7 separate regions of the Mus musculus genome follow, and regions 1, 2, 3, 5, 6 and 7 are each linked to region 4. A link is a contact called in public ChIA-PET, HiChIP or PLAC-seq and promoter capture Hi-C data. All regions are on one chromosome and are shown on one strand. Each heading gives the region's core, a stretch centred on a gene start, on an enhancer-like site or on the middle of the called end of the contact. The rest is flanking DNA. Distances are from core to core; before and after follow the strand shown.

Region 1 (2,881 bases), core at 59-2,558, 760 kb before region 4:
CTCCAGGGAACGGAGTAAAAATAAAAACCCTTCCCATGAGGTTGGAGCAAGGACAGGGAGCCAGTGCTCCTGTTCTCCTGGGACTCTAGTTCAGTCTAGAGGAAGAAAAAAAAAAAAAAAAAAAACTACTTTCCACCACCTTCCCCCACCCCAGTAATTCTAAATAGCTTTCCTAAACCCAGTCCTATTTCCTAAGAAACATGTTCCAAAATAAATCATTTCTTTCCAAGTTCCTTGGGTAAGCAGAACCCAGCTGCAGGGCCGATATTAGACTTCCTACGTGGTTTCTGTCAGGCCTAAGAAACTCTGCCTCAGTTTCCCTGGCTCAAAAGAGAAACTGATGTTCTGCTCTAAAACTGGATGGATGTCTGAGCTGACCTGGAATCTCAGGTTCTGGCCAAGGGAGGGGCTAGAGGAAGGGACCTTGGCCGCCGTCAGGGTGACCCCGAGGGACTTGGCTACCTGAAGTATCCCACATGTTGAGCTCAATGCGGCGCTTGTCGATCTCGAAGCTGGCAGTGTAGTTCTCAAACACCGTGGGGACATAACTCTGCAGACACGGATGGGTCAAAATGAGAGAGAGCTGCTCTCCAGTACTCACTCACCCTGACAACTGCCCTCCTCCCTCGACACCCGGTCCAGCTCAGTCCCTAGACAGAAGTTGGTCTGAGGCTGGGCTAAGGGAAGATCCGGGGAGCTACTGCCTCCACCTCCTAGCTAGACTCTCAGATAACCCCCCTTCCCGGGTCCCTTTAGCCCCTAGTTTTTTCTCTCTCGGATGCCCGGGACCTCAGTCATTCTCCCGGAGCGCCCTTCCGGATCCTCTGATGCTCCTAAGCCCCATCCATTTCACCGCGTTCCTTGATTCCTTCCACTCCAATCCTCTGCAGTCCTTTCAGACCCCCCAACGCCTCCTTCCCTTCCTCTGAGCCTCTTTCTCTCCTCCCTGGTTACCCTGGTACCGGTTTCCAGCGGCCCCCGGGGCCCCTATAACCCACTCCCCGCAGCCTCGGTGCCCCTCTCTCCAGACGCCAATTCCTCACCCCGGGGTAGGCGTCCTTGGCGAACACCTGCAGCAACGCTGTCTTGCCGCACTCCGCGTCCCCCACCACTACGATCTTGCAGCGGCCACTCTGCCCCTCCATGGTCCCGGCTACGCGCCGGCCCCCCACGCCGCCCCCCTCCCGGGCACAGCCGCCGCTTCTGCCGCCTCCTCCCCCGCCGCTGCAGCTGCAGCCTCTCGGGCCGCCGACACCGGCATCTCGCGGGCCCGCGCCGAGCCCCCGCCCGGGGCTGCGGGCCCCCTCCGCCCCGCCCCTAGCCCGCGGGCCGCACCTCTGGCCCCGCCTCCCACCCGCACAGCCGAGGGGCGGGGTTCGGGACGGGGCGGGGCCTGGGAGGAGGGGAGGGGGACCCGAGTTAGACTCTAGCGCGCAGCTGTGACCCCAGGAGCGCCTGAGGGTTTGTGGCCAGCGAGCCCCGTTTATTTGAGTTCCTCGGGCATGGAGGCTGGGCTGACCGAGGGCGAAGTTCTGAAGGGTCAGCTGCGAAGCTCCATACACGGGCGCAAGGCCTGAGCCTTCTGTGTGCCCACGCGTGCACGCAGGTGTGCTAGTGCGGCGGACACGCGCGGCGGCAGCAATCTATTTCCCGAACACAGGGGGGCGTGAGATGTTAGGAAAGGGAGGATTTTTGATTTTTGTCTCCCTCCTCCACTCTCGGGTCCAGACAGAGCTTAGGGAAATGGAAGTACGGACCTTAGCACTCCCACCCTACATTAGTGACATCATAGCTTTCTATCTCCATAACGACGGGTGGCGGGATCTAGGCCTGTGACCAACCTAGAAGCATGGACTAAGTTCCTCTAGCCAAGTACTGAGTGGAAAGTTTTAGGGGAGCTTTTGCGTCCTCTGGTGGATGTTTTGGTAGAAAGAGCAAAGGGAAGGCTAAGGAAGCTAGAATCCTTTGACAGCTAAGCTGGGCCAGAGCTAAGCCCCAAAGCCAATTTCAGCCTCATCTCAGACTAGCAATAAGCAAACCGCCATTTGCATGACATCTTTTGCCTAGAAGAGGATGGAGAAAGGGGCTTGGAGGGCTGTGATCGGGATGTAAAGTGAATGAATGAATGAATGAATGAACAAATAAATACACATACATACATACATGCATACATAAGTGAAAAAAATCCTTCTTTAGCCGGGCATGGTGCTGCACGCCTTCAGTCTTAGCACTCATGAGGCAGAAGCAGGCAGATCTCCCTGAGTTTGAGGCCACTCTAGTCTATATAATGAGTTCCAGGTCAACCAGGTCTAAATAGAGAAATCCTGTCTCAAAACAAACAAAACTCTTCTTTAAGTCGAAGATGTTCATTTTAATGTTATCTCGTTTTGAATAACCGTGTAAAGGTAACTAAAGCACACAATCTCATCGCTGTTTTACAAAAAGTAAACAGACACACAGCATTAACACCCAAAACTGTTAAGTTTAAGTTAGAGATGTAACTCGGGAGTAGAGCTACATTCATGAGGCTCTGGGTTCTATCCTCAATTCCAACAAAAGGAAAAGAGAGTGTGAAAGAAAAGGGAGGTGGTGGCACATGTCATTTTAACCACAGAACTCCGGAGGCAGAGCCAGCCTTGTATTCATGGCACCTTCTAGGCTCCAGGCCAGACCTGGCTACATGGTGAGACCCTGTCTTAGAGGTTCTCATGCTTGTAGTTTGCCACTGCAAGAACATAGTGAGTAAGCCGGGCGTGGTGGAGCACACCTTTTATCCCAGCACTTGGGAGGCAGAGGCAGGCGGATTTCTGAGTTCGAGGCCAGCCTGGTCTACAAAGTGAGTTCCAGGACAGCCAGGGCTACACAGAGAAACCCTGTCTCA
Region 2 (2,914 bases), core at 76-2,575, 960 kb before region 4:
GAAAGTGATCCCACGGGAACCCCCCAGGGGCACGCGGATCTTCTCAGTATTAAAGCCCTTGGTGGGGACGCTCTGGACAAACTCCTTGAACTTGAGACGGTAAAGAAGGGAAGTCTTCCCCGCGGAATCCAACCCAATGACGACGACATGCAGGGCCTGGAAGTGCGGCAGAAAGGACGAGGCTGTAGGGGCCATTTCAGTCAAGTGGTTCCCCATGGTGAGCTAGGGTGCAGGGTGGACCTCAGGAGTAGGTCTGGGACTCCAGCAGAGGCCAAGAAGAGGAGACCTTAAAACGGCAGGTAGCACAAGCTGGGGTGTCTAAACAAGGCCAAAAAAGAAACGAGAAAGGTTTAGAATAAACGAATTTGCAACTTTTGGGTCCTTCCCCTAAACCTGCACCCTACCCTTCTAAATATTCCTTTTATTAAAACAAGGTTTGCCCCAGCAGTGGTGGAGCACACCTTTAATCCCAGCACTTGGGAGGCAGAGGCAGGTGGATTTCTGAGTTCGAGGCCAGCCTGGTCTACAGAGTGAGTTCCAGGACAGCCAGGGCTACACAGAGAAACCCTGTCTAGAAAAACAAAAAAGAAAAAAAAAAAGATTTTTAAGTGCCTCTTTTTCCAAAGTAAAGAAAAAATATTTTGTGCGTGTGTGTAAGCCACTCACAGCTTGAGTGTTAAAGTCAGGACAACTTACAAGAGTATGTGGGTCTCAGGAACCAATTAGGGTCCTCATGTTTTAGGGTAGGCGCTTTTAAACCATCTCCAATGCCTTTCTCCTTCCCCTCTTCTTAAAAATAAAAAATAAAAAAAGTAGCTACAGGTGTAACAAGGCGTGCTCCTGTCCCAGGGACTCCTAGGAGAGGCCCTGAGGTCAGAGAAACTCTCGGGCACTAGGATCTTCGAGGGTGCGGATCTTGCAGGCAAGATCCGAAGTAAGGTCGTTTCCCTGCACCCCTCTCCGAGATTGAGAGAAAGCAGAAGCTGTGCTCTCCACTCCCCAGAGGAGAAATCTCGCATGAAGGAGGCGGTCGGGCAGTGTGCCCAAAGTAAGAGCACCGATGTGGGTCGGGCTCCCACAAGCACCGCATACCCACAACGGTGGCACGCCCCTGCGGGCGCTTTGACCACCACCACACGGCCCTGCAACTCTCCAGCCAGCGGTCGACGCCCGCTCCCCTAAGCCCCGCAAGCCGGCGCCTTTGCATGGTCCAGACACCCTCCTTTACCTTCAGCCAGCCGCACTCTCCGCGAGCCACGCCAACCAGACACCGACTCGTCGCGTCTCAGCCACAGCGGACTTTGCAGTGCCGCTGCTCCGGTTCCTCGTTAAAAACCCTCTCGTGACGTCACACGACGCGGCCCAATCAGCGTCCCGGAGGCGGGGACTGAGCCAGCCTCTGCAGCCCCAGCCTGGAAATGGAGAGCTCGTTCTATCCGGAACCGCTTTATTTTAATCTTTTCTACCTTATTCAGTATTTGGAACAGAGCCTGGAACTCATTAGGGCTGGGAGGTGGGACAGACTAAAGGAACAGGCGTGGCTGCGCCTGACGAGAGCATGGAACGGAATGTCTAATAATGACACTACCCCATCCACTTGCCCTCAATCCGGCTGCCCCCCCCCCATACTTTCCTTCCACCTAAAGATCTGCTCGAAGAGATTCTGACATGTTTTCGTATCTTACCTCATTCAGTAGTACTCATTCAAGTCACTGTCTTCATCTAGTTTGCAAAGCAGTATTTACCTGGAGCTCTGATACAGCTGATTCATAATACTAAGCCCATTTAATGTATATAGGAGTACGGGGACGCTGACACACCAGAAGAGGGCATCGGATCCCCTTACAGATGGTTGTGAGCCACCATGTGGTTGCTGGGAAATGGATTCAGGACCTCTGCAAGGGCAGCAGTGCTCAGTGTCAGTTAAGCCAGTGGGTCAGTATATGCCCATGTGTTCAGTAGGAAATGTCAGATCTCCTGGAACCAGAATTAGAGACAGTGGTGACTGCCTCATATGGGTGCTGGGAACCGAACCTGGGTCCGCTGGAAGAGTAATAAGTGCTCTTAACCACTGAGCCATTGCTTCAAGGGATAAGGGGGTGGGGGGAGTATTTTTTGAGACAGGGTCTTTCTATATAACCCTAGCTATCCTGGAACTCACTATGTAGACTAGGGTGGCCTCATACACAAAATAATCCACCTGCCTCTGCCTTTAAGATTAAAGGCATGAAACCAGGCAGTGGTAGTGCATGCCTTTAATCTTGGGAGGCAGTGGCAGGCAGATTTCTGTGTTCGAGGCCATCCTGATCTACAGAGTGAGTTCCAGTACAGCCAGGGCCACACAGAGAAACCATCTCGGGAAAAAAAAAGGAAAAAAAAGGATTAAAGGCATGAGCCATCATATCCAGCTATATTTGGTTTTTTTGTGTGTGTGTTTTGAGATAGGAATCTCATTATGTAGCTCAGGCTATCCTGGACATCCTAACAATCTTTGGGCCTCAGCTTCCTGCATATAGAGCATGGAGGACCCCATTACCTCACAGTAGCATGTTAGGGACTGTTGTCTGTTTCTTACAGGTACAGAAAGCTGCAGATGGATAAAAGACTTAGTTATGATCACATTTAGGTCATATGTGGCTGAGCAAGATCTGTCTGAATTCAGTGCCAGGATGCTCACTGCTTGGCAATAGTCTTCTCATGGGGAGACTCTGGGGCGAGGCAGTCTTACGTTAGACAGCCAGCATTACACAGTGAGATGCTGTCTAAAAAGCACGATAAAAGAGACTTTAAAAGACAAAGTTCAACTGGGCATAACCACAGAGTGTTATCCCAGGTACTCTGGAGGCTGAGGCAGGAGACAAGACATGGATAACCTCTCTAGGCTAGATCATGAGTTCAAGGCCAGCACGAGCAA
Region 3 (2,964 bases), core at 355-2,854, 710 kb before region 4:
AGCTCTTTCTGAAGGGTGCCCCTCCACGTGTTAGGTCTTCCTCCTGGGCGCCTGCCTGAGCGTGCTCCTGCATCAGGTGGGGTGGGACGCTGACCGCTGGGGATGACTTCCCACTGACTCGACTTAGAATCTGTGCTTGGGATGATTGGGTGTTGGGACATGTGTTCAAATGTGGCAAAGCAAAGGCCAAAGAAGAAAGAGATTATAATAAATTCTAGGAATGATCCTTCCCTTCCCTTCCTGTATTCTCCCCTCTCTGTGGAAAGCCCCTTCTCTCTGCAGAGCTTGTGGCCACTTTGCAGTGGGAAGGTGTTACAGAGACCGCTCACCCACAGAGGTCCCTGTCACGCCTGGCCCTTTAGCTTCCTGTACCAGAGTGTGAAGTGTTTTGTTTGTTTGTTTGTTTGTTTGTTTTTAGAAAATGAGAGTTTGGTCCTCAGTGCCCATACCAGGTGGCTCACAACCACCTGTAACTTGGTGTACACATAAGTAAAAATAATATTTAAAAAATCCAAATTATCGCCGGGCGTGGTGGCACACACGCCCTGTCTCGAAAAACCAAAAAAAAAAAAAAAAAAAATCCAAATTATCGGGGCTGGCGAGATGGTTCAGCGGCTAAGAAGAACACTGACTGCTTTTCCAAAGGTCTTGAGTTCAAATTCCAGCAACCACATGGTGGCTCACAATCATTTCTAATGAGATCTGATGTCCTCTTCTGGAGTGTCTGAAGACAACTACAGTCTACTTATTTATAGGGTTAAGCTGAGTGCGCAGAGGTCCTAAAAATTCAACTCCCACCAGGCAGTGGTGACATAGGCCTTTAATCCCAGCACTTGGGAGGCAGAGGCAGGCGGATTTCTGAGTTCGAGGCCAGCCTGGTCTACAGAGTGAGTCAGGACAGCCAGGGCTATACAGAGAAACCCTGTCTCAAAAAACCAAAAAAAACAAAAAACCAAAAAATCAACTCCCAACAACCACATGAAGGCTCATGAGTACAGCTACAGTGTACTCATATACATAAAATAAAAATAAATCTTTTAAAAAAATCCACTTAGCCTATTATTGCTGGGCAGTCGTGATGAATGCCTTCAATCCCAGCACTTTGAAGGTAGAGGCAGGAGGATATCTTTAAGTTCGAGGCCAGCTTGGTCTACAATGCAAGTTCCAAGACAGCCAGGACGTTACACAGTGAAACCCTCTCTCAAAACACCACCACCATCCAAAAATAGAAATTATCATAAATCATAGGTTTCTGAGTTAAATTTCTTCCCTTCAGTTTAAAAAAGTTACATGATGAAATATTATGGGTATTGGTTTTAAGTAAAATATTAACATATGTGTCTTGTGTATGTCCAGCCCCTCTCATTTCCACCTTTATGCCACAGGGCCTCTGCTGGCCAAATCACAAGGCCCCAAGAGCTGAAGAACGTCTTAGCTCCAGTTGTGTATTTAGTTTTGTGGTCTTCCAGACTCAAAACGGTGGCAAAACAGCATAGAACACCTACAGTTGGCAGTTTTAGTAAATTTGGGCACACTATACCCCTTCGTGCCGAGCGCGGTAACGCTTAAGAAAATTTGTCCCACATCGCTCTCCGTCCGCCGCCCGGCTTTTCTGCGCGCGCGGGTCTCTCCGGCCTAGGAGACCGCGATGGCGTTCCTGTGTCAGCGCGACAGCTACGCACGGGAGGTGCGGACCGGTGGGCGAGGGTCCTGAGACCGAGGGGGGCATCGGGAGGGAGGGTGGCTGCAGGCTCCAGTCTCGGCGTAAGAGGGATAATGCTCGCACCCCTCTCCCTGCGCAGTTCACCACCACCGTGGTCTCCTGTAGTCCCGCCGAGCTGCAGACGGACGCGAGCGGCGGCAAGAAAGAAGTGTTGAGCGGATTCCATGTGGTTCTGGAAGACACGCTGCTTTTCCCCGAGGGCGGGGGACAGGTATTAGGAGCAGCCTCAGCCGGACCCCCTCCCCGGAACCCACATTCCAGTTCGCTCCTGCAGAAAAATGCGTTCGCCCTTTCTCAGCCTCAGTAAATCCAGGGGCGTTAGTTCAATGCATTATTCATTCAGCATATGCTTATGTAGGTAAGACACAGGCAGTGTGTCATATTCCAGGCGCTGAAGAGAGACTGAACAAGACAGTACCTCCAAATACACGTGGAGTGCTTGTTGCAGACAGCCCGGTATGCCAGGTATAAGTAATGATAATGTCCCTAGAAATAAGCTGGGTAAAGGGAAAGAGTGGTGGGATGCTCTCTTCTGTAGAGAGCCTTCTGGACAGCTTGGTAGTTGTCTGTGAAGGGAAGGGATGAGCCAATGTAGCTATTTAGTGGTTCTGGGGCAAAAGAAATAGTTCAGGTAGAAGAGCTGTGCAAAGGCCCTGAGATGGAAATCTACACGAAGCATTTTACAGGCACTAAGATGCTCCTCCCAGAATTCAGAAGAGGGGCGGTGCCTTTCAGAGCAGACCTTTTGAGTGCTTTGATGGAGAGCCTAGCTACAGTTTACAAAAAAAAAAAAAAGAAGAAGAAGAGAGTGCCACCCAGAGTGGGGGCTCTGGGAGAGTTTCTTAGCAGCCAGGTTGATGGCATAGACAAGGACAGTGAAGCCTGAAAGAATCTTCCTAACTGTAAACAAAGCGGTGGGATAGTGCTGGAGCTTGTGCATGTTGAGGACAAGCTAGAGAGCTTTGGAACAGTGATTTGGAACAGAGCTTCGGAACAGAGGGCCTTGGAGGGTCTAGGAAGGTATAGACTCCATTCAGGAAACCAGCAAGCTGTGCAAGATCGGAGGCAAGGAAGAATTTGGTAGACCAGGGGAAAGCCTCAGTTGTTTTTTTCTTTTTTTTTTTTTTTTCTTTTTTTGAGACAGGGTTTCTCTGTGTAGCCCTGGCTGTCCTGGAACTCACTTTGTAGACCAGGCTGGCCTTGAACTCAGAAATCCGCCTGCCTCTGCCTCCCAAGTGCTG
Region 4 (3,152 bases), core at 51-2,550:
GACCCTTGTACTCACTCCCCAGCCTAAGCCCCCAGTCTTGACAGGGTAGCCTGACTCCTGTCTGCATGTACCATGGTGGGCAGCCCCAGTTACAGCCCTTCACCTCTTAAAGTCATGTGCCTTCTCTCTCGTGACCCAGACCTGAAGACCATGACAGAACGGTTGCGCAGTCGCTACTATGTGACCCGGAAGCTCTTCGTAGCTGACCTGCAGCGGGTCATCGCCAACTGCCGGGAGTACAATCCCCCAGACAGCGAATACTGTCGCTGCGCCAGTGCCCTGGAGAAGTTCTTCTACTTCAAGCTCAAAGAGGGAGGGCTCATCGACAAGTAGCCCCCAGCTGGGATCCGCAACATCCACCTCCATCTCCTCAGATCCGTTTGGGGGCTCCCGGCCCCCTCTCCCGGACTCAGCTGGAGAAACTCCAGCCAGGGACCCCAGATCTTACAGACTTTCTGGCCAGCAGGCACTCACTCCCAAGCCAGCAGCTCTCTTTCCACCTTCCTTGCATCCCACCTTGGGGAGACGTCTGGTCTGGGGCCAGCCCGTTGTAGAATGTCTGGTGGCCAGGGCATGAACTGTTGGTCCTTATAGAGCCATGCAGGCTGAGCATCCTGAGCCTGGTCCCCATGCCTGTTTCCCAGGGCCAGGACTATTCAGTGAGTAGCCTTCACATGGAAACAGCCCAGACTGGAGGAACCATGAGGGGCCTTGGCTTATCCTACACTGTTGTCTATCTGTCCCTCCAGGATTGGGGGCAGGAGGACCATTCATTCCTTGGCATTAATCCCTCGGAGGGAACAATAAAGCTTTTTTTTTCCCCTGTGTGATTGTTTTTTGGGGGGGGGGTCCGGCTTTAGACTTAGCAGGCTGACCTTTGCTTCTCGAGTCCTGACTCTTCTAACCTGAAAGCCTAACTTCAGGCTACACTGGTGCCACTGACCCCTGCAATATATAGTGGGGTGATGGACCTGGCTGACTGCCGTCCCTCACCTCCTCTGCTTCAATAACTTCCAGCCTGTCTCCCCTGCAAAGGGAGAGCAAGAGCTTGTCCTTAATGCCTGCCTATTTCCTGACTCCTGGTCCAGGAAACAGGCAGCCAAGGTCAGCCCCTCCAGGCCTTAAGCTCAGCCCAGATGGACAGGGTTACTGCCAACTGAAAACAGATGAGGAAATAGGGAACCCAGGAGCAGTGACTGTCAGCATCTCCCTTGCCAGTCTTCAATTTTTTTTTTTTTTTTTTTTTTTTTTTGATGGCTGGGTTGGGCTCCAGCTCTGGCTGGCTCCTCCCCTTGTTTCAGTTTCATTTCTAGAGCTCCAGAAACCTCCGCAGAGACCAGCCTAGTCTGCTGCTATTCATTTCCAAACCCCATCCTAATCCTGGCCAGTGCAGGCTCCAGGTAGTTATCTACGAGTTCTTGGCTAAGAACAGCCTCTGAAGCTTACTGGGCTGGCTGGGAGGAAGGGGACAGTACGTGTTCTGATCTCTCTGCCATTCCAGAATGGAGCTGCGACCCTACCAGTGGGAAGTGATCTTACCTGCTCTGGAGGGCAAGAATATCATTATATGGCTGCCCACGGGTGCTGGGAAGACCCGGGCAGCTGCCTTTGTAGCCAAGAGGCATCTAGAGACGGTAGACAGAGGCAAGGTGGTGGTACTGGTCAATAGGGTGAGTGGTCTGCCCTTCCCAAAGTGGGGTCTCTTAGCTCATCTCTTCTAGACGACCGCTCTGCCAGGTCTCCTCTCCTTGGTTCAGGAGATGGCTGGGTCCTGACATCTTGCTCCTCCCACCTTCCCCCACCCCAACTCCCAACAACTGCCATTTTCCACCCCCCACCCCAATCCAAGTTCTCTTCATTACTCTTCACTCCTAGGTACACCTGGTGAGCCAGCACGCCGAGGAGTTCAGGCGCATGCTGGATAAACACTGGACTGTAACAACCCTGAGTGGGGACATGGGATCCCGAGCTGGCTTTGGCCTGATGGCTCGGAGCCACGACCTGCTCATCTGTACGGCAGAGTTGTTACAGTTGGCACTCAACAGCTCTGAGGAGGATGAACACGTAGAGCTCAGAGGTGAGGGGGAAAGCCGTGACCTGCTCACAGGACGTGCTCCTGGGCAAGCAAGCCTCCTTCCTCTAGCCCAGCCTCGCTTTCATTCCTACCTGCTCCCTGTCTGGGACCCAGCCCAAAGTAGGGAAGGGAAGAGGAAAACTTCAGAGAAAAATGAGGGCTTCACAAAAGTGCTATGAGAAAGAAGCAGCAGCAGCAGCCGTCCACTGTCTCTCATGTGCCCCCAGAATTCTCGCTGATTGTGGTGGACGAGTGTCACCACACCCACAAGGACACCGTCTACAACACCATCTTGAGCCGGTACCTAGAACAGAAGCTGAAGAAGGCAGAGCCCCTCCCCCAGGTCCTGGGTCTCACAGCCTCCCCAGGCACTGGAGGGGCCACCAAGCTCCAAGGGGCCATTGATCACATCCTACAGGTCAGCTGAGCCCCTCCCACCATAGATCTTTGCTTGTCTTGCCTCCCAGTCCTACCAAATATACTCTTCATACTATGGCTATGCTCGTCTCTTCCGCTACCTTGAGCATATGAGGCTTGTGGGACCCTTTGAACTTACTATTCCTTTTGCCTGGAAATGCCCTTGCTTTTGAACCTCCATCAGATTCGTTTTCACCATTCAGTGAACAGCCCTGTCATTGTCACAGTCTCCCCTGGCCATCCCCACTACTCTGTCATAGAACTAATTTTAATTATTTTCGGAGTTCGTTCGTGCTATAAACTGGAAGCTGTTTGACCTGGGAACTATGAAAATGGGAACTGCTTTTTCTTTCGTTCTTTATCATGCGTACGGCGTTCTGCCTGCAGGTATGCCTACAGGCCAGAAGAGGGCACCAGATCTCATGAGATGAGATGGTCATGAACCACCATGTGGTTGCTGAGACTTAAACTCAGGATCTCTGGAAGAGCAAGCAACCAGTGCTCTTAACCTCTGAGTCATCTCTCCAGCCCTCTTTGCTGATTTTCAATTGTTTCTTCATGGTCATTTGAATCTAAGTTCCTCTCGCTCATCAATGCGAGAGTATTAGTCACTCACCGGGACGCACTTCAGACTTTTTGAAATGAATCCTAACTTCCAGTG
Region 5 (2,858 bases), core at 346-2,845, 850 kb before region 4:
GTGATTATTTTTCAACCCCGACAAATAATTTTAATAAAGCCAATTTGGGAATCTGAACTTCATTTTCTATACCAGAAGCTGGCACAAGCAACCTGAGTTTTAAAATGTGTCATCTGAAAGGTGGGTGTTTGACATAACGGGAAAAACGATGCCTTTCTAATTTGGAAGGTCCTAGCTCAAGATATCTTCCTTCAATAGAGCCTTAAAAATAGGAAAGGGACAGAATGAGGAAGATGTATGTCCTTTCTTGTCGCAGACTTAATCCCAGTCTTCCAGTAATGGTTTCCCGGAACTCCATGTCCCCAGGACAGTGAGTGTCACCACCATCGAAGCCCTCTTTATGTTCTGGGGGGGATCGAGACCTTTTCTTAGCAGAAACTGGCCCTTCTAAGCCATGAACTGTCTCCCTCAGGCAGTATCCACCCCCCACTATCGATGACAACCCAAGCGACTCCCTCATCTGGTCACTGAAAAGACTGGCTGCCCCTGAACACGGAAAGTCACTCCTCTTTGCAAGATTTTCCCCTTGAACTTCCCCGAGCACTCTAAGAACGGCGTGCCCCTACTTCTAGGTAACAGTGGTAGCTTCCTTACCAGCTTTCCGCCCACGGGGGGCGCTTGCCAGTGGCCAGTGCAAGGACCGTTCGCGGCCAGCTCGCCTGCTATCCCTGCGGGGTGAATCTAACATGGCGGACAGAGACCGGGCCTAGTCCCATGTTTCCCGGAGTTTTCCACAAGATGATTGGCTCTTTCTATCTGCCCCTCAAAATAACCTCTCTACCGATTGGTCAGTGCTGCGTTGGCAAGGGAGGGACAGAAGCTCTCTGAACCGCATAACAATAACAAACACCCAGGCCGAGGGGCGGAACTAGCGCGCAGAAGTCAGCTGGTTGGATTTCCCTTTCCCAAGCCGATTGGCCACCCTCTGCTTTTCCCAGGTCACTGACATTGGCGGACTAGTTACCCGAGAATCGCGGGGCTGGACGGGAATTGTAGTCTTCCTGGAACCCACAGCTCCTTTTAGTCTATTTTCTGTGCACAAAACACGAACACAGAACGCTGCGATTCATAGCAGCTAAGACGCATAACTGCGAGGAGGTCTCCGCTGTACCGACTGGGTTCCTGTGGTACTCGTGCCTGCTTCCGGTGTGAGAAGCTCTTTTCCCGTAAGACTACACTTTCCAAGAGATGCTGTGGAGAAGGCCTTTCGTTCCGCAATGCATGCTGGAATTGGTAGTTCTTCTTACACAAGTCTCTTATTTACCGAAACTGGAGACTTCCATGGCAGGAAGGCTGAGGGAGGGATGAGACCTCGTTTTGCAACTGCTTTGGGCACTACCTTGCGCTCATATTCCGGCCTCAGGGAGCGATTCCCACCCTTTGTACAGAACTACTGTGACGTAATAAGCAGGCGTAGATGCGAAGGGGCTGCCTAAGAGAAACCTCGAAATTCTTTCTCTTCCGTCTCTTTCTAGTGACGACATACAGGAAAAAAAAAGACTAGGTAGCCAATCGCAAACCCAGAAACAGTTTCAGCACCCCCCCCCCCCAACTCGCTCCTCCCTTCCCTTCCGCTGACGTGTCTGGATCTTGTGTTCCGAAAGGCTAGCGCTAGGCGCCAAGCGGCCGGTTTCCTTGGCGACGGAGAGCGCGGGAATTTTAGATAGATTGTAATTGCGGCTGCGCGGCCGCTGCCCGTGCAGCCAGAGGATCCAGCACCTCTCTTGGGGCTTCTCCGTCCTCGGCGCTTGGAAGTACGGATCTTTTTTCTCGGAGAAAAGGTGAGACAGCCCTGAGGAACAGAAAGGGTACCCCGGAATACTCATATGAAAGGCAGGAAGCTGCTGGTGGAGACGGGTGTTTACTGATTAGGAAAGTACCTGGGGCGGAACCAAAGGGTCCCAGACGTTTTCAAACAGGACTCTTGGGAAGGGTGCAGTTTGTGCATTCCCGGGGGCAGCTGTGAGGAAGAGGGCAAAGGATCTACGAGGGGGAGTTCTGGCTGTAATCGTATCTTGAAGGTTGTATACGGATGCGGGCTAAAGGATGAGAGGAAAGGCGGGCAGAAGTGTGGCAGGGAAGAGGGGGGAAAAACGGAGTTTGTGGAGGGAAACTCCTGAAGAACTAGACCCGAGTACATTTCACAGAAGGTTCTAGAAGGGAAGTACATAAGGGAATGGCAATAGTAATGAATGCTGTTGGCAGAGAAGACGTGTTTAAAGAGAGCCTTAACAGGGAAACATCCAGAAGAGGTAGGGTGGAGACGCTTTAGCAGTTTTTAAGTGTTCCTTTTGGCGACTTTTAAAATAATATGTGTGCTTCTTTTTTGTTTGGTTGGTTAGCGTTTATGTTGGTGGTTTGGTTTGGTTTGGTTTTGGCTTTTGTGTAGCCTTGGCTGTCCTGGAACTAGCTCTATAGACCAGGCTGGCCTCGAATTCACAGAGATCCACCTGCCTCTGCCTCCTGAATGCTGGGTAGTTGATTAGTTTTGAGACAGAGTCTAGTCTCATTTATATTAGCTCTGGCTGGCTTGGAGCTGTGTATAATAGAACAGGCTGGTCTTAAACACTCCTCCACCTGCCCCTGTCTCTGGGGAGGAGGGGGTCAAAGATATCCACTACCATTCTCAGCTAGTTTTAGAGTTTGTGAGACAGGGCCTTCTGTAATTGGGTTGTGTAGCTCTAGGTGACCTTGAACTCTATCCTCCTGCCTGTACTTCCTGAATGCTGAAAGTACAGGTTGAAACAACCATATCTGATCTTTTGGCCTCCCCAAACTAGCCCAAAAAGACTGCTGAACTTCTGAGTCCAAGCCATCCTCCTCCTTCAACTTCTCCAGTCCCTGAAACTATAGGTATG
Region 6 (2,995 bases), core at 407-2,906, 600 kb before region 4:
ATCCCAGCACTCGGGATGCAGAGGCAGGTGGATTTCTGAGCTTGAGGCCAGCCTGGTCTACAAAGTGAGTTCCAGGACAGCCAGGGCTATACAGAGAAACCCTGTCTTGAAAACCAAAAAAAAAAAAAAAAAAAGAATGGAGAACTGCCATTGTCTGCTATTGTTCCTCAAATATATCTTATCCAATACTGGGCAAGGCATCATAAAACAGGCCCTTTAATGGATTACTAGAGGCAGAATATAATATGAGTTGTTTTGAAAACAACTGCCAATGTTAATAAAGAGAAGATTCCAAAGTCTACAGTACTTTTAATGATAAGGTTCTGTTCTAGGACAAAGTCAATTCCTCATTGTGATATTATTGTATCCACCCAAATTGGAAGCAATGGAAGTTTCCATCAATAAAGAAATTCACTGTAATCTGTGCGTTTCTGCTGTGATGTATTGCAGCAATGAGAATGTTAATTAACAAAACTGGAGCAACATGGAAAACATTCAATTATTTTTATTATCCTTAGTGGTGGTGGAGGGCAGTCCATACCCTGGAATTCCTTTGGAGGTCAACTTCATCTCCTCCTACTCCGATCCTTAGGAATTGACCTTAGGGTCTCTCTCACGTTTGGTGCACACACTTTTACAGGTTGAGCCATCTTGGCAGCCCACATATGTTAAACTTACAAAGTAGGGCTGGACATACAGTTCATTGGTGGAGTACTTGCTTAGTATATGAGAGGCCTTGGATATGATTCCAGATACACACATACTCACAGGAGCCAGCTCTCTCTCTCTCTCTCTCTCTCACACACACACACACACACACACACACACACACACACCACAAATGCATTGGTGTTTTGCATACATGGATGACTGTGTGAAAGTGGTGATAGTGGTGTCAGTTCTTGGAGTTACAGACAGTTATGAGCTGCCATGTGGGTGGATGGATTTGATTTAATCCAGGTCATCTGGAAGTGCGGTTGGTGCTTTTAACTGCTGAGCCATCTCTCCAGTCTCCACTGTCACCTTTTTATTTATTTACATTTTGTTATATACATACATAATACACACATACACATATATACATACATATAACTATCACCTTTAATGTATTTGCATTTTATTATATACACATATACAAACATATATACATACATACACACATACACATACATACATACATATAACAATAAAATTTACCATCCTGCCAAACGCACTCCCTCAGAAGGGTTTAGACAATTTGACTCTCCCAAAAATACACTTTAAAAGCTCACACATGCCGGAAGGTGGTGGTGCACGCTTTTAATCACAGCCCTTAGGAGGCTGAGGCAAGTGGATCTCTGTGAAGTGGATGCCAGCTTGGTCTACAGGGCGAGTTCCAGGTCAACCAGGGCTACACAGAGAAACCCTGTCTCAAACAAACAAACAAACAAACAAACAAACAAACAAACAACACCCTGATCCCTAAGGAATATAGAAGTGGCTCCACTTGGAAGTAACAAATCTTGAGTGGACCGTCTAAATCAGAAGAGTGTGGGCAGCTTCGGCCCACCTGTCGGCACTGCTGCACTTCCCCGCTCGGCCTTTGGATGGCGCTCCGAGCCGGGTAAACAGGGATCTGGAGCAGGGGTCCTTGCGTCAGCTCCCGTCGTGACGTCACTTCTGGTCCTGGGCGGAAGTCTTCAGCTAGCCGACCGGGAAGTAGCTGAAGACCGGGCGATGGGAACTCTGGAGGTCTCGCTCCGGGGCGGACCCGAGGCCACCGTGCCCCCGCGGTAGAACGAGCCTGGGTGGCGGGCTCCGGGCTCCTGAGGTGAGGAGCGTCGGGGCCTGAAGTGAGACCTTAGGAAGAAGCCTAGAGTCCCTGGCGGCCACTCTGGTGCCCCGTTTCCCCGCTCGGGAGACTAGACTGCCTTAGCTGGGCTCTGCCCCGGAAGCGGGTCCTCTTGGTGTCATCCCACTCCCAGAGGGAACGGCGCGGACCGGGATTTTCCTCTTCACCTCCACCACCAAGGCAGCGGGTAGCCTCGGGCCCGAGGTTCAAAGGAGCCGATTCTTCTTAACGTCGTCTTTTCTCCGCTGTCGCAGGCATGGAGGGGTCTAAGGCGTCCAGCAGCACCATGCAGGTGAGCTTCGTGTGCCAGCGCTGTAGCCAGCCTCTGAAACTGGACACGAGCTTCAAGATCCTGGACCGGGTCACCATCCAGGAACTCACAGGTCAGCAGGATCCGAGGAAAGGGGTGGTCAAGAAGGAGGGAAGTGGGCAACTTTAGGGACATTGAGGTGGCGGTCTCTGGCTTTCGGTTTTCTCGTCAGGAATAGACCTCTGACAGTGTCTCCAGAGTGAAGGAGTATTCACATATAACAGAATTTCTTGAAGATTTACCAGTGTATCAATCAGGTGTCCTGTAACAGTCCCCGTGGAAACCAGGCTTGGTGGCTCACATCTATAACTGCAGCAACTCAGGAGGCTGACGCCGGAGCTGCCTCAAGTTCCAGGCCAGCCTGCGCTATTGAATGAGACCCTGTTTCCAAAAATAAAAAGGACAGGAGAAGTGCCATGGTGCATCCTCTTACAGGTGACGAGTTGAGGTTAGAGCCATCAGTGAGCATACTTACCTGAGGTCCAGTGAAGTGTAGGAGAGCCTTGAAGCCTGAAGAAGAGAGTGAGAGAGGTGATTAGCGAGTTTAAACACGTTCATGGGCCTGGCATTAGCATGGAAACCTTGGCTTTGTTGTATATAGCTCCCTAGACCTTGATTCATTTTTATTCATAATTAGTATTAGTTATGTGTATAGGTGGTTTGCTTACATGTACATCTGTCCATGACGAGAATGCCTGATGCCGGGAGAGGCCAGAAGAGGGCGTCAGATCCCTGAACTGGAGTTAACAGGTGGTTGTGAGCCACCGTGTGAGGGCTAGGACTCGAACCTAGGTCCTTTACAGGAGCAACAGGTGCTCTAAGCTATTGAGTGATCTGCCCAGCTCTTTATTTTT
Region 7 (2,952 bases), core at 346-2,845, 620 kb before region 4:
TGGAAAGCGTGTGTATGCACCGCTCCCAGCACTCTTTCTCCCACACGGTTCCCAAAGAGGAGACTTTCAGCTCCTCCACTCATGAAGGCTGTGTTGATATAGCCCGTGGCATGGACACGAGCTTCAAGGGCCCCGGTTGGGTGTAGCATAAAGTCCCAGATGTAATCATAGTTGCCCACTGATGACACCGACCTGACCACAAGGCTTGAGCTGGCCAAACCACCATAGAAATGACCCCCGATGCCATTATGATGCCTTCGAAGGGGCAGTCCCTGGGCCTCCTCAAATACACACACAGCCCCTGGAAGCAGCTGGACTGACCCCGTGCCCACCAGTACATGGATGTCCACCATTGTGGCTTGATAGGGGCAATCCACCCCCCGAACCAAAGCTCGGCTGTTGAGACCAAGCCCATAGCTGCTGTCCAAGTACCGGATCGTCATTGTTTTGGGGGAATCAGCACCATAAACTGTCAGACACTCCTGGACACTGACTTCATAAGCCACACGCTCACCCTTGAACCGAATATCAAAAATTCTTAAGCCACTGAACACCCCATGACCAAAGGTAAATGTCCAGAGGGGAGATGTCACTGAGTTTCCCTGTATGTTATACTGGGGACCCTGAAGTGAGAACTGAAGAGGGGGAAGAGGAGGGTCTGGAGTGACTCTAGGCCTCAAGGAGGAAGCTCCACCTGGTGTGGGTAGAGGGACCCGAATCACTTCTAGGCGGCCAACTTTAAACTCCCATTCCAACTGGGCCAAGTCTGCATAGTAATGCCCAAGGTAGAAGACCTGTTGGACTACCCAGTCGGCAGGGTCCAGGGCCCCGTGGTCCAACAGTAGCTCCAGCCCCACAGGGTGAAGGAACACTCCAAGACCTGAGATGTTATGGTAGAGGGCTATCCAGGTAGCTCGATCGCCTGCATGGAAACCACTAGCAGTAGAATGCAAAGGTGCCAAGGTGGAGCCATTGTAGTTCAAGACAGAAGCCAGAAAGGTGGGTGCCTTTGGTAGCTCCACTTCTTTCAAATGCCTCCATATCTGAACAAACTCAGTTTTCTGCATGGGGCGCCGATAATAGGGCAGGGGGCCGCCGTGGCGCTCCACAGTCACATCCCGCATGTAGGAGGGGTGAGGCAGGGGCCCCACCACCAGCTCACTCACGTTGGGCTTGGGTTGTCCACCAAAGAAGATGATGGCTAGTGCCTCTCGCACAGGTGGGGGCCCCCCTCTGTCCAGGTGGGCCAGGGCTGCAGCCTTGGCAGGCAGCTGCAACTCTACTGAGAAGACACAGTTGTCCGAGGGTCGAGCCTGGGCTGCATCCACCAGCCCCGGCCCCAGGTGCTTGGTCAGGAAGCTCATCACAGCTGTCAGCTCCTCTGGGGTCAGGTCTGCAAACAGCTGGCTCTGGCTAGGGTGTGTCCAGGGATGAATTCTGGGAGGTATGGAAGGGCATCGAGGAGACTGGCTGAAACTGCCTTGCCTGGTCAGCAGGACATAGACCAGAGCAAAGACAGTGAGGAAAGACAGCCCCAGAAGCAGCAGCAGCACCTTGAGATTCATGGCTGGCACTGAAGCTCCCCCCGTCCTGAGAGCTCATCGGTGTCTGACATTGTGGCAGGCTTATATTCAGGATGATGGAGAGGAATGGACTAAACTCCACCCTGTGGGCTGGACAGGAAATCTCTGATCGTGCTTTATGTAGTTCTGTTCCAATTTTCTGTCTTGTGCTCTGGCTCAAGACATTACATAGCTTGCTCCTGTCCCTAAACTTTGACTGCCAATGGTCACTAACTACTACGTGTCATCATTTAGAACAGGTGAGAGGGATGGGGTGGGTAATGGAGCTGAACTACCTGAGAAGGCAGTTTCGATACACACTCCTTCCTTTCCCTGTCTAACACACAAGTACTAACAAAACACCTCTTAGCAGAATTACATTCCCAGTTCCCAGACCCACCGCCCAACTCAGCAATGAGCAGTCAGCTCTACCTGGGACCTAATGAGTGCCTGACTTGGGAGACCCAGGCCTTACTCTATCCAGTCAGAGAGACGACTGGTTGAGGTTGAGCTGTGTTTAGGTCTATACAATGATCCAGTCCAAGTTATGTAGCCTTAAAGGGGCTACATATCCTGAATTTCTTCCCTATGAAGGCGCATGAGGCATGGTCATTTATACTGATAATACCAACACTCAAGAGGAGTGCTGAGAGTTCAACTAAGCTACATGAGTGAATTATAGGTCAACCTAGGTGATACCCTGCCTTAAAAAATAAAAAGCATAGCCAGGGAGAGGTACTATATGCCTTCAATCCCAGCACTCAGGAGACAAGCCGATCTGTTGAGTTTGAGGCCAGCCTGGTCTTTAGAGCGGTCCTAGGACAGCCAAGGCTACACAGAGAAGGGTCTTTAAAAAACAAACAAAAAAACCGAATAAATATATAAAAAGCATAAAAGTATTCTGTGGAGTGCTTTTGATTAAAATGTAGCCTTACACAGCAAGTGCTTAGTAACCCTGGAGGGAGGGAGGGAGGCAGGCAGGCAGAGCAGGTAGCTAGTGGCTCTAAACTCTGGGATAGAATAGAGTAGATGCCCCTCCCCTACTGGGACCTTAAACCTCTATAGACAATGAAGAGTCTCACTGTCAGGAGGGAAGTGAGGACATGTTATTTTAGAGGGATGTAAGCCTCTTATGAGCACTGTGGGTCAGTATAAACCAATACCAGGAGTTCCCTCAAAAAAGTATGTATGAAGTAAGTATGTATGTATGAATGTATGTATGTATGTAGAGGCAAGCTGGTATGGAGGAAAAGGACTGGATCGACAGGGTCAGCCCGAGCTGCTGGTCCCACACATAACCACAGCAGCCTCTGCTGGCAGCTCAGGGTATCACCAGGAAGGACCTGGAATCTGGTGAAGACAGGCAGCTTTCACACAATTGAGCGTCAAC

The links. Promoter capture Hi-C pulls out the DNA fragments that hold promoters and counts their contacts. ChIA-PET counts read pairs in DNA pulled down with a chosen protein or histone mark. HiChIP or PLAC-seq counts read pairs in DNA pulled down with a chosen protein or histone mark. Capture Hi-C pulls out chosen DNA fragments and counts their contacts.
Region 1: a contact with region 4 is called in a promoter capture Hi-C map of adipose tissue, with 2.3 times the contacts expected there. The contact joins the promoter of Rnd2 here to the promoter of Dhx58 in region 4. A contact is called at or near these places in 3 of 39 promoter capture datasets (erythroid cells and liver), 1 of 115 datasets of contacts at active chromatin or transcription factors (large pre-B cells) and 2 of 9 other capture datasets (adipose tissue and liver).
Region 2: a FOXA1 HiChIP or PLAC-seq map of pancreatic cancer cells shows a contact between it and region 4. The contact joins the promoter of Arl4d here to the promoter of Dhx58 in region 4. A contact is called at or near these places in 2 of 115 datasets of contacts at active chromatin or transcription factors (memory CD8 T cells and pancreatic cancer cells).
Region 3: a contact with region 4 is called in a FOXA1 HiChIP or PLAC-seq map of pancreatic cancer cells. The contact joins the promoter of Aarsd1 here to the promoter of Dhx58 in region 4. A contact is called at or near these places in 2 of 39 promoter capture datasets (embryonic stem cells and liver) and 1 of 115 datasets of contacts at active chromatin or transcription factors (pancreatic cancer cells).
Region 5: a contact with region 4 is called in an RNA polymerase II ChIA-PET map of memory CD8 T cells, with 26 read pairs. The contact joins the promoter of Brca1 here to the promoter of Dhx58 in region 4. A contact is called at or near these places in 4 of 39 promoter capture datasets (liver, neutrophils and pre-B cells), 1 of 484 Hi-C or Micro-C datasets (embryonic stem cells), 1 of 115 datasets of contacts at active chromatin or transcription factors (memory CD8 T cells) and 1 of 9 other capture datasets (liver).
Region 6: an RNA polymerase II ChIA-PET map of memory CD8 T cells shows a contact between it and region 4, with 49 read pairs. The contact joins the promoter of Becn1 here to the promoter of Dhx58 in region 4. A contact is called at or near these places in 6 of 39 promoter capture datasets (the SN4741 cell line, hippocampal neurons, liver and 2 more), 4 of 115 datasets of contacts at active chromatin or transcription factors (bone marrow-derived macrophages, memory CD8 T cells, microglia and 1 more) and 2 of 9 other capture datasets (adipose tissue and liver).
Region 7: a contact with region 4 is called in a promoter capture Hi-C map of pre-B cells, with 2.6 times the contacts expected there. The contact joins the promoter of Aoc2 here to the promoter of Dhx58 in region 4. A contact is called at or near these places in 3 of 39 promoter capture datasets (the SN4741 cell line, liver and pre-B cells), 2 of 115 datasets of contacts at active chromatin or transcription factors (bone marrow-derived macrophages and microglia) and 1 of 9 other capture datasets (liver).

Annotation. Positions count from the first base shown.
Region 1 is chr11:101,466,602-101,469,482 of GRCm38.p6, reverse strand. It overlaps Rnd2 (Rho family GTPase 2), which reads right to left and starts at 1,308. Exons shown (of 5, transcript NM_009708.2): 1 at 1,044-1,308; 2 at 463-550. The coding sequence starts at 1,145.
Region 2 is chr11:101,663,952-101,666,865 of GRCm38.p6, reverse strand. Arl4d (ADP-ribosylation factor-like 4D) reads right to left here and starts at 1,325. Exons shown (of 2, transcript NM_025404.3): 1 at 1,229-1,325; 2 at 1-318. The coding sequence starts at 216.
Region 3 is chr11:101,416,073-101,419,036 of GRCm38.p6, reverse strand. It overlaps Aarsd1 (alanyl-tRNA synthetase domain containing 1), which reads left to right and starts at 1,604. Exons shown (of 12, transcript NM_144829.1): 1 at 1,604-1,687; 2 at 1,803-1,934. The coding sequence starts at 1,649. It overlaps Ptges3l (prostaglandin E synthase 3 like), which reads left to right. Exons shown (of 7, transcript NM_001357574.1): 7 at 1-223.
Region 4 is chr11:100,702,419-100,705,570 of GRCm38.p6, reverse strand. Dhx58 (DEXH (Asp-Glu-X-His) box polypeptide 58) reads left to right here and starts at 1,300. Exons shown (of 13, transcript NM_030150.2): 1 at 1,300-1,400; 2 at 1,502-1,670; 3 at 1,876-2,077; 4 at 2,302-2,492. The coding sequence starts at 1,503. Kat2a (K(lysine) acetyltransferase 2A) reads left to right here. Exons shown (of 18, transcript NM_001038010.2): 18 at 140-825. The coding sequence ends at 333.
Region 5 is chr11:101,550,692-101,553,549 of GRCm38.p6, reverse strand. It overlaps Brca1 (breast cancer 1, early onset), which reads left to right and starts at 1,595. Exons shown (of 23, transcript NM_009764.3): 1 at 1,595-1,781. Nbr1 (NBR1, autophagy cargo receptor) reads right to left here and starts at 896. Exons shown (of 24, transcript NM_008676.3): 1 at 595-896.
Region 6 is chr11:101,300,947-101,303,941 of GRCm38.p6, reverse strand. Becn1 (beclin 1, autophagy related) reads left to right here and starts at 1,656. Exons shown (of 12, transcript NM_019584.4): 1 at 1,656-1,810; 2 at 2,086-2,214. The coding sequence starts at 2,088.
Region 7 is chr11:101,323,706-101,326,657 of GRCm38.p6, reverse strand. Aoc2 (amine oxidase, copper containing 2 (retina-specific)) reads right to left here and starts at 1,595. Exons shown (of 4, transcript NM_178932.1): 1 at 1-1,595. The coding sequence starts at 1,565.